Linked DNA regions of Hordeum vulgare: region 1 is linked to region 2. The links are chromatin contacts, called in public Hi-C maps. All regions are on one chromosome and are shown on one strand. Each heading gives the region's core, a stretch centred on a gene start, on an enhancer-like site or on the middle of the called end of the contact. The rest is flanking DNA. Distances are from core to core; before and after follow the strand shown. Region 1 holds the start of LOC123407799 (centromere/kinetochore protein zw10 homolog). Region 2 holds the start of LOC123410774 (tryptophan decarboxylase 1-like).

Region 1 (4,657 bases), core at 29-2,528, 450 kb after region 2:
CACACTCGATTTTGCCGGGCCTCCTCCTCCAGATCTCGGATGGCAGCTGAACACCGCGAAGAGATGAACCTTCTGGAGAGAGAGAGATATGACGGAAGGAAGGACGGGAGGAGGACCGGGATAACGCCCGATGGAAGTCGTTGGTGGGCATCGGCTTCCTAGCCGAGCCATCTTCCACGCCGGCTCCAACCATAGGTATGTCGTCGCCTGGTCGTGAGAGAGACGAGAGGTCGGAAGAAGGAGTCGATCTGATTCTGTCGATCAAGACGAACGACGGGCTCTCGCCTCCCGCGATTGGGGTAGAGGTTAATAGGCCGACAAAGGCCTGATGAACCACAAATCATGGATTTTTCTTCGGGAGTAGCAGCCCCTTAGGACAGAGCATCTAACGGCCAGAAATGACCCTAATGTGAGATCTAACGGTCAGAAATCATGAGGGCGTAAGATTGCTCGGTTTAGGCTCAGTTTTACTGTCCTAAATGAGGTAGCCCAGTTTCAGCCTTCGATACAGGCCAGCCCTCCTCACCGGATTTTTTCACGATTTTGACCCATGGGATGAAAGTATTTCACGGAATGAACTCTGATTGAAACCATTTCACGATCTGACCTTTTTTGAAACGCCAGAGCCCGTGGCGTTGCAGAAGCACATAGAAACACCAGTCTAATGTGGCGTTGCAGACGCACATAGAAACGCCAATCTAAAGTGGCGTTGCAGGCCCACTCAAACGCCAGTCTAATGTGGCGTTGCATGCCACGAGTGAAACGCCATGGTCCATGGCGTTTCAGCAGTACACATGTTGCTGGCAGCATGCCGTGGGCTGGCTGGATGTCGTCGCTGCGTTCCATAGTGGGTCTGCAACGCCAGCACTGTTGGCGTTTCACAATCGGCCTGCAACACCACATTAGACTGGCATTGCAAGAAAGAAAAAACGCCACGGTAGACAGACGTGTCACTGTAGGGCAGCAACGCCAGCACTGTTGGCGTTTCACAGTGTGTGTGCAACGTCACTGTAGACTGGCGTTGCAAAAAAGAAAAAACGTCACGGTAGACAGGCGTATCACTGTAGGGCAGCAACGCCACGGTAGACAGGCGTTGCATAGTGGGGCAGCAACGCCACGGCTTGTGACGTTTCTAAAAGGGTCAGATCGTAAAATGATTTCAAATCGGTTCATTTTGTGCTCATGTTTAGAAAAAAGGTTAAAACACTGAAAAAGTCCCTCCTCACCGATGGGCTACCGGCCCATTTAGCGAAGGAGGAGCTGTGGGCCTGGCGTGTGGGCCTTTCGACAGAAGCTAGCGCGCGGCACCAAGCGCTGAAGCCGCAGCAGATCCGAACGGGCCCAAAAGTCATCAACAGTTCAACTCCTCCCACGAGTTCCGGGATCCCTGCCGGCGGCGAGCCGGCGATGGCCGATGACGTGCGCGAGCTCCTCCTCTCGACCACCGCCGACGCCGATCCCTCCACCCCACTCTCCGCGCCCGACCTCCGCCTCCTCATCGACCACCTACGCCACCGCTCCGACCGCCTGCACGCCTCCGCCCTCTCCTTCGCCTCCTCCAACCGCGAGCCGCTCGCCTCCGCGCTCCTCCGAGCCGCCAGCTCCGCGGCCTCGTCAGCGTCCCTCCAGTCCTCGCTCCAATCGGCGCTCTCCCCGCTCTCCTCCTCCCCGGACCTGTCCGACCTCAGGTCCCTCTCTGATCGCCTTGTAGCGGCCCGCCGCGAGCTCCGCGAGCGCCAGGAGCACCTCGCTGCCGCATCCTCCGTGGCTTCCCTCTCTGCGCGGCTTCGCGCCGCTCGCGCCTCAGCCAACCCCCTTGATGCTGCCGCTGCCGCCGCCGAGCTCAAGCCCCTCCTGGTGAACCCTGAGGGATCTGGATCCGGTGGGGACGAGCCAGTCGTGTTTGGGCTTCTTCGAGGCGAATGGGAGCAGCTCGTCGACGAGGTGAGGGGTGTGCTGGTTCGAGGTGCCTTTTGCATGCTAGGATTTGTGTTTGTGCTAACTGCTGTGCTGGTTGTTTCCGATGGTGATGCAGCTGCAAGTAGGACTTTCGAAGAATGTGGAGGAGTGCGTGGAGTTTGCACCCGAGGGAGGGAAGGTAGTGGTGAGGGCTGGACCGAGCGGCAGTTCAAGTGGAACGCCCGGTGTCGAGCTTCGTGTGGCGCTGCAGGCATTGGAAGTAAGGTTTACTTGTCTTCAGATCAACAATTTTGATCCTAAAGTATTTTGGAAGACACAAGAGATTGATTAGGCAAAATTTTGTGATCAACAGAAATTTATCGTCTTACATATTCTATGCCTTGAACTTTTCAGTTGGTTTGTATGGACATTTGTTATGATCGTTAAATAGTGTACAAAACTATCGCTAAGGATAATCATCGGCCAAGAATTTATGGACTAAAGGATATGGTGGACACTTTTGGAATCCTGATATAACACATTCAGCAGCTCGTTCTTCCTATGGGCCCTTGCAGCTTTTAAAATATGCTTACCACATCAGTTACGTTCTTCCTATGGGCCATCACAAGTTTATCATTTGGCCTTCTCATACCCCACCAAAGATCAGCTGCTAATTCTTCGCTGCACTGAACTACTCCCTCCGTCCTGAATTACTTGTCGCTCAAGCGGATGATCTAGCACTAACATACGTTTAGATACATCCGTTTGAGTGACAAATAATTCTGGATGGAGGAAGTATTTTTTTTTATTTCTGATGCTGTCTTCTTAATAACCCATAGAACGCTGTGATTGACCATATGTTACATATAGATTAAACAAACGAAACCAGTTTATTGTGTGCAGGGGTACTTCTCTATATGTATTAGGAAGCTCTATCAAATTCTGTGGTCGTATGTTATTATCTGTACCAATAAATTGTTCAGTGAGCTTGGTCAAATGTCTTTGTACAAAACGCTTGGGTAATAAATGAACCACTTTATCATACCTTTCTGTTGTTGGATATGCAGATAATTGATTCTCTAGACTATGGGATGGCAAAAGTTGCAGACCTGATGGTAAAGCATGTCTTTATTCCAGCAATCAGCAACATATCTGTCACAGTTTCTGTAGAAGTGCTTGAGAAAAGTGGCTCTACATACCCAGTATCAGTCTTGAGTATAGTACCCTCAGAAGAACTACAGGTAAGCTCTTCACAGTGTTTACTGGTTCCTCAGAGCTGGGTTATCTTTTGTTTTGAAAGGCCTCCTTGATTCAAAAGATTTTTTAGCATTCTAGTCCTTTAAGAATTTGTAATATCTAAATTGTTTGATTTTTTGAATTGAAATCCATATCATTTTTTCCTAGAGATTCATGTGCACTACATATCATAAGAAATTTCCGTTCACTCCAATCTCTTGGAAAGATTCGTATGTTTTTCCTGTGGTGTAAGCAATCGCCCTTTGGTGAAAATTATTGTAGCGTTCAATCTTATGGCATTTAAAAAATGCACGAGATTGCACTTCTATGCTTTCCCTACTCATGCGTTCTTTTAATTCTCTGAACCAAAGGGGCATGCATCTGCTTTATTCCCAGCCATTTACTTATTGTTCTTCCAAGTTGTTACCGCAATATGAATGCTAAATAAGAGCTGAATTGAAGGTGCCATTTCTAACAGTACTAGGCTGTTGTCTCTTTTACGGAGTAGGTAAAATTAGGTGTTTGCATATCTAGAATTATAAGCTGTCAAGCAATCAATGCGATTTCTTGAATCATGTAATTGCTTTGTTATTGTTCAAGGGCTACAAAGATGGGTCAGTCCTTTACTCAAGAGTAATCGATGTCATCAAGTTTGCTCGCAAGTTCATTTGTGTGGAAAATATCACATGGATGCAGTCCTTTGCAAAGTTAACCTGGTCAAGAATTTCTGATCTGGTTATCACACATTTTCTCTCCAAGGTATGCTTATTTATCCTACCTAAGAGAGTGATCCCCACTACTTCTAATTATCTCAACATGCGTGCTTCCACATCATCAAAATTGTTGTAGCCGTTAGATTTACTAGGTTGATCCACTAGCATCTGTCCGATTTATGCATGAGAATCCTCTACCATTCAACATGCATTAGTGCATTCTAAGTGAGTTTGAAATCACATTGCATTTAATTGCCACATGCATTACTTTACTTGTTCAGACTTTTCTTTTTGCTTATGCAGAAATTTCTCACATAGTTTAAATTGTAAGGACTGAATTAGTATTCTATACGATATTTAGAACTACGCCCTCCGTCCCATAATATAAGAGCGTTTCTGACACTACATTACTGTCAAAAACATTCTTATATTATGGGACGGAGGGAGTATTATCCAATTCTGCAGCAACGCTCGTCTATTTAACAAATAAAAGCTTGGCAATTGCTTAATTTGCTGTTTTTCTTCTGGTGAGCAGCCCTTCAGCTGACACGCATGCCTGTCTCTATTTGACCATCTTCGTTCAGTGCCCATTGAACTATCAATATCTCTTGTGTTTGTAGTTCGATTTGTTGATTTGTGAATTATGACTGGGTTGTTTGAGGAAAATACTATCAACGTTGACCACTTCTCCCTTATATGAGAACTTGACAAGACAAGAATAATACGCAAGAATTACTACAATACATAATTTCCCTCTAATTTCTACGCCACAGTATAAAGTATAAACTGATCACAAAGATGAGCATGTG
Region 2 (5,130 bases), core at 2,132-4,631:
GAGTAGAAAACTTTCTGCTGAAAGACGGGAATATGAGATGAACACGGATGATCTCCCGTATGGTCACCATGACAAAACATGAACCTTGCATTATGACTAGTTAAAGGGCATTAACCAATATCACATAATGGAAGGCAACTCAATAGTTATCCTTTTTTTTTTGAGTCAACATAGTTATTGCTACTGTAGTAATTATGTTTGTATCTTCACTTTTGAGTTTTGTGCCAAGCAAACCCTTTACAATGATTTGGATGATAGTTGAATTGATACAGTGGAGAAACACAAACTATTACGTTCAATATTTGAATTTACATTTTTTAATGATACGTGATAATGGCTGAAATTTTTACACAACATTAAGATATAAATTTTCCACTTTGTCCTATTGTTTCTGAACTTTTGGAATTCAAGAAGTATGGTTTTAGTACAGATCATTACGAACTGTTTGTTTTAGACAGATTTTGTTTTTGTTGCATAGTGTACTTATTTTAATGATTATACTGTATCGGGGATATAAGTCATGAAGAATTTAGAATATAATAAGTATTATGCAAGAACAATTATGAATCTATTTATGATAGTAATAAAGGTGTTTGATCTCTTTATTATGGGAGCCGCTAGGGTTTAGGTCGTCAATGTGTAGGACAGTTTGGGATGAGGCGGCTTCGTTGAACGCACCCACGGCAGCCCGATCACAAACGGACATGCGTGTCCGATTTTTTGCTTCAAACCAACGAAATACAGACAAAACGAATGTTGAAATGGGGTCGTGCGTTGGAGTTGGTGTTAGGTCAGCAGTCGTACTGATAGATTAAATAGCTCCAACATGGATCTGTTGTATAGCTTCATCTGGGCGGCGGATGGGGGACTGGTTGCCAGTCGTACCGATAGATTACATAGCTCCAACATGGATCTGTTGTATAGCTTCATCTGGGCGGCGGATGGGGGACTGGTTGCCAGTCGTACCGATAGATTACATAGCTCCAACATGGATCTGTTGTATAGCTTCATCTGGGCGGTGGATGGGGGACTGGTTGGCAGTACCGATCGAGTCATTCAGTATCAGTCAACTGTAGTCCTACTTTAGTACTTCCACTTGCATACCTGTTTTGCTTTGATTGAGTCAGAACGTTGATTAAACTTCGTTCCTACTCAAACATGATACCACCTGTCGATCGTCCCTTCATCTAAATGAATGGACCATTTAATTATGCACGCCAGCGTCAAAACTCTGTCCCCGTGTTTTTCCTGTGTTAATGCGGCGGTGTAAGCACCATTAATTCAGACGTGCAAGTATATGGTCGATCTGGACTCTGAAAATGGAATTGCATGGCAGATAGATAGGACCAATTTAATGGGAAGTTGGGAACCCACCTGGCATCTTGAAACCTAAAAACCAACTGACTGCAACGTATATTTGTTGATTGATCGAGATGCGTGGGCATGCATTCGTCACTCGCTAGTAGAGTACAGTGCCAAATCCAGTAACTCGTGTTTATCAATATATAAGCACTTTTACAGTCTAAATCAATTTCTTTGGTACCGGCCTGCTTTATATATATCTACGGTCGGTCTAGATCACAAAACAGAATAAGAACCACATCTCCGAGTAATCAGAATCAAATCAAACGAAGGAAAATGATAAATTTAAAAGAATATTCAGACCCTAAATATAGGGATTTGTGTAGCTCCTCGAACTTTTTGTGTCTGTAGGTCCCTCCACTTAATCTATGATACTGCTCGCAGTCTTCTTGATGAGGTCCCATGCATTTCTTACATGTCTCTCCTCCTGCAGTGATGACCCAACGGCAAATCGGAGCACAAATTTGTCACCAATCACCGTGTGCGCAAGATAAGCCTTACCGGTCTTGTTCAGATTATCCATTAGCACACGATTGGCCTCATTGGTATCCTCCTCCGTCATGGCTCCACTTACCTTGATCCTAAAACACACAAGAGCAAAGTTCCTTGGTACGACCACCTCAAACCTGTCGTCAGCACGGACGGAATCTTCAAACATCTTGGCCATGGCAACATCACTACGGATGTGTTCTTGGAGCTTTGCGGTACCATAGGTGCGCATGACCATCCAAAGCTTTAGCCCACGGAAGCGCCGACCGACACCGACTTGCATGTCCTTAAGATCGGTGACCTCACCGGACTCGGTAGCATCATTCTTGAGGTATTCCGGGTTGGTCTCCAATGAGTCGCTTAGTCGATGAGCATCACGGACATAGAGACAGGTGCAATCGAGGCATGTGAGAAGCCATTTGTGTGGGCTCATGCTAATGGAGTCCACACGCTCAACGCCATCGAGATGATGACGAAACTCCGGGCAGATACACGCACTGCCAGCATAGGCAGCATCGACGTGGACCCATGCATTGAACATTGCAGCAACATCAGCGACGGCGCCCACTGGGTCGACGGCGTTGGAAGACGTGGTGCCCACTGTGGCACAAACATATGTAGGCACGAGACCGGCGTTGGCATCATCTTGCATTACCTCGAGAAGCTTGGTTGGGTCGAGCCCGTAGTTAGTTTCTGGGCCTGTGGGGATGGAGCGGATGTTGGCGGGGTCGAAACCTGCGAGGCGGCATGCCTTGAAGAACGTGGAGTGGGTCTGGTCGGCAGCATACACAACCAAGCGTGGTATGTCGGACACACCGACGGAGCCGCACCGACGCAACGCTGCGTCACGGGCGGCGACTAGTGTGACGAGCATCGCCTCGCTCGTCGTGCCGAGGATGACGCCACCACCGGTGCCACGACCAGTGCTGGTGCGGTTCATGAAGGTGGTGGGTAGACGTAGAAGCTGTGCAAGCCAGTCGAGAGCGAGAACCTCCATCTCGGTGGCTGCAGGCGAGGCCTGCCACGTGAATCCGACGGTGTTCATCGCAGAGGCGATGAGGTCGCCGGCGATGGCAGCGGCGCTGTTGGTGGAGGGGAAGAAGGCAAAGAAGTTGGGGCTAGCCCAGTGCGTCATGCCAGGGACGACGGAGGTCCTAAGCTCCTTCATGGTGACATCGAATGGCGCGGAGTAGGTTGGCGGGGACGCGCTTAGCTCGTCTTGCAGGTATCCCGGCTTCACATTAGGGAGAACGGGCATGGACTCGATGTTGGTGTAGTAGTCGGAGATGAAGTCGACGGCCTTGTGAAGGTATGCGCGGACATCTTCGGGGTTGAGCGGCTCGAAGGCGGCCTTGTCGTTGGGCAAGGCGGAGAGGGACATTGGGTTGGTGTCCAAGCTGCCCATCTTTGTAGGAGCAAAGGAGGTAGAGGCTTGGCTAATGAAGTGGAGGTAGCTTGCTTTGCTGCCGGAGAGCAACAAGTAGAGAAGAGCTAGTGCGAGTACTTGGTAAGTTAGCTGGCTAGCTTTGCTGCTCTGGTTTGGTGATGAATGGAGTTCGTCCTTGCTGAGGGGTATATATAGGTGATCAGGTGGACACGGGAAGCGGCGTGGCGGTGTGGGCGTTGGGTGAGTCTCCTGGTCGCGCGCGCTTACGTACGTACGCTGCCACGAAAGTGCATGGGTAGGTAGAGATGCGATCTCGAGCGCGCGCAGCTCGTTAAACGAGTCGCACGGTCAATTCGTTTGTTCAATCGGTACAGATGCACTCGCACGCAGGCGACCAGTTATGTTGCGTTTGTTAATTGGCCACTACGCGGCTGCTTAAGCTGCGTGTGTGTGTGTGTGTTTACGGGGGGCAGCTGCTTAAACTCTTCGAGCATCTCCAACAGCAGACAAACATTTAGTTACTTTAAAAAAAAAGAAGATGACCCCGGCCTCTGCATGTGGGAGATGCATGCGACCATTTTATTGATTATTCTTGAGTACCTTACAAAACACTACAACAATATGCCTGAATCCGCCATCTTGACAACATTTACCGCTACTCCTATCCATATGATGAAGGGGTGCAAGGTGGACCAAATACCCAGATCTCCCACCTAAGCCTAACATCTAAAGCCGGAGGTCCTGACCGAGCCACATACCGGGTTCGGGGCACAAACCGGTCCGACGCACTCACATGTGTCGCCGCCGTCATCTTTCACTGGTCCATCTTCACATCAGATTGAGGTACCAACCTTGGCAGGTGCCTCCGCCATCGACGTCACCATGACGCCAAACGACGACCTACACCTACGCGAGTCCATCTCCAAGCAACGGAGGGAGAACCATGCTAGGATAAGGCCGCACCACCGCCGTCGCCCACCACCCACAAGCGCCACCCAACCCCAAGGTTCCCAAAGCGGCGCCTTCAAGAAGGGAACGGCGTCGTGAGCGCCGCCGTCGTCCAACAAAGTTAAGGCTTTCGTCCGGGAGACCAAGAGGAAGAGGAAGTGAGGGGATAAGTCCATACCGACGCCTCCAAGGAGGGGAACGACGCCCTCAGGCGTCGCCATCGACGTGGACGACCATGGCCGACCAAGGATTTCGCCCCCAACTAGATCCCCGTCACCAGCAGCGCCTCCTGTACAAAACTGGCGACCCAAGGAAGCGCGGCCCGACCAGGCTGGCCCGCATGCCGAACAGGGGAGGAGGGGAGGCGCCAGATCGCGCGCACCGGCCACCGCAAAAGCCGCTGCCGGACGCCAACGACCACCGGATCCCGCTGCCCGCGCGGTCGAGACGCAAGATCCACCGCACGCACGACTGCTAGCTTGTTGTGCCTCGCCAATGGAGCCGCCGCTCCAGATCCGGGGCTCCCCACGCAAAGGCAGGGCAGCCTAGGCCCCGCCGCCACCATCCTTGGCGCCCCGGGCTTGCCCGGCGGCTGCCTCAGGCGGCGACGAGGAAGGGAGGGGGAGGCGGCTAGGGTTGGGAGGGAGGGAGGGATGCGTGCGTGCGTGAACGTGGTGGCTCCTCATCTCTCCCTAATAATAAAGCACGGAGAGCTTCTGTCGTCCGTCGTGGTCGTTTTGCAAAAAACCACGTGGAGTTTCCCGAAATCAACCCGCAGTCCGGATTTCAGTGAGAAACGAATCATTTTTTTTACAGGAAACCCCCTATGGTTTCCCGAAATCAACCCGCGGTACATAATTAAGTTACAGAACGAATCGTGTTTTGGAATTTTTCGAAAAACCTCCTTCAGTTTTCATAAAATAAACCCGCAGTACATACTTGAG

The links. A called contact is a pair of places that touch in the nucleus more often than the background predicts.
Region 1: a Hi-C map of leaf shows a contact between it and region 2, with 5 times the contacts expected there. The contact joins the promoter of LOC123407799 here to the promoter of LOC123410774 in region 2. A contact is called at or near these places in 2 of 6 Hi-C or Micro-C datasets (leaf and seedling).

The regions. Positions count from the first base shown.
Region 1 is chr7H:540,204,423-540,209,079 of MorexV3_pseudomolecules_assembly, forward strand. LOC123407799 (centromere/kinetochore protein zw10 homolog) reads left to right here and starts at 1,279. Exons shown (of 14, transcript XM_045101023.1): 1 at 1,279-1,944; 2 at 2,036-2,179; 3 at 2,967-3,140; 4 at 3,736-3,894. The coding sequence starts at 1,408.
Region 2 is chr7H:539,749,530-539,754,659 of MorexV3_pseudomolecules_assembly, forward strand. LOC123410774 (tryptophan decarboxylase 1-like) reads right to left here and starts at 3,382. Exons shown (of 1, transcript XM_045103714.1): 1 at 1,532-3,382. The coding sequence starts at 3,256. The coding sequence ends at 1,724.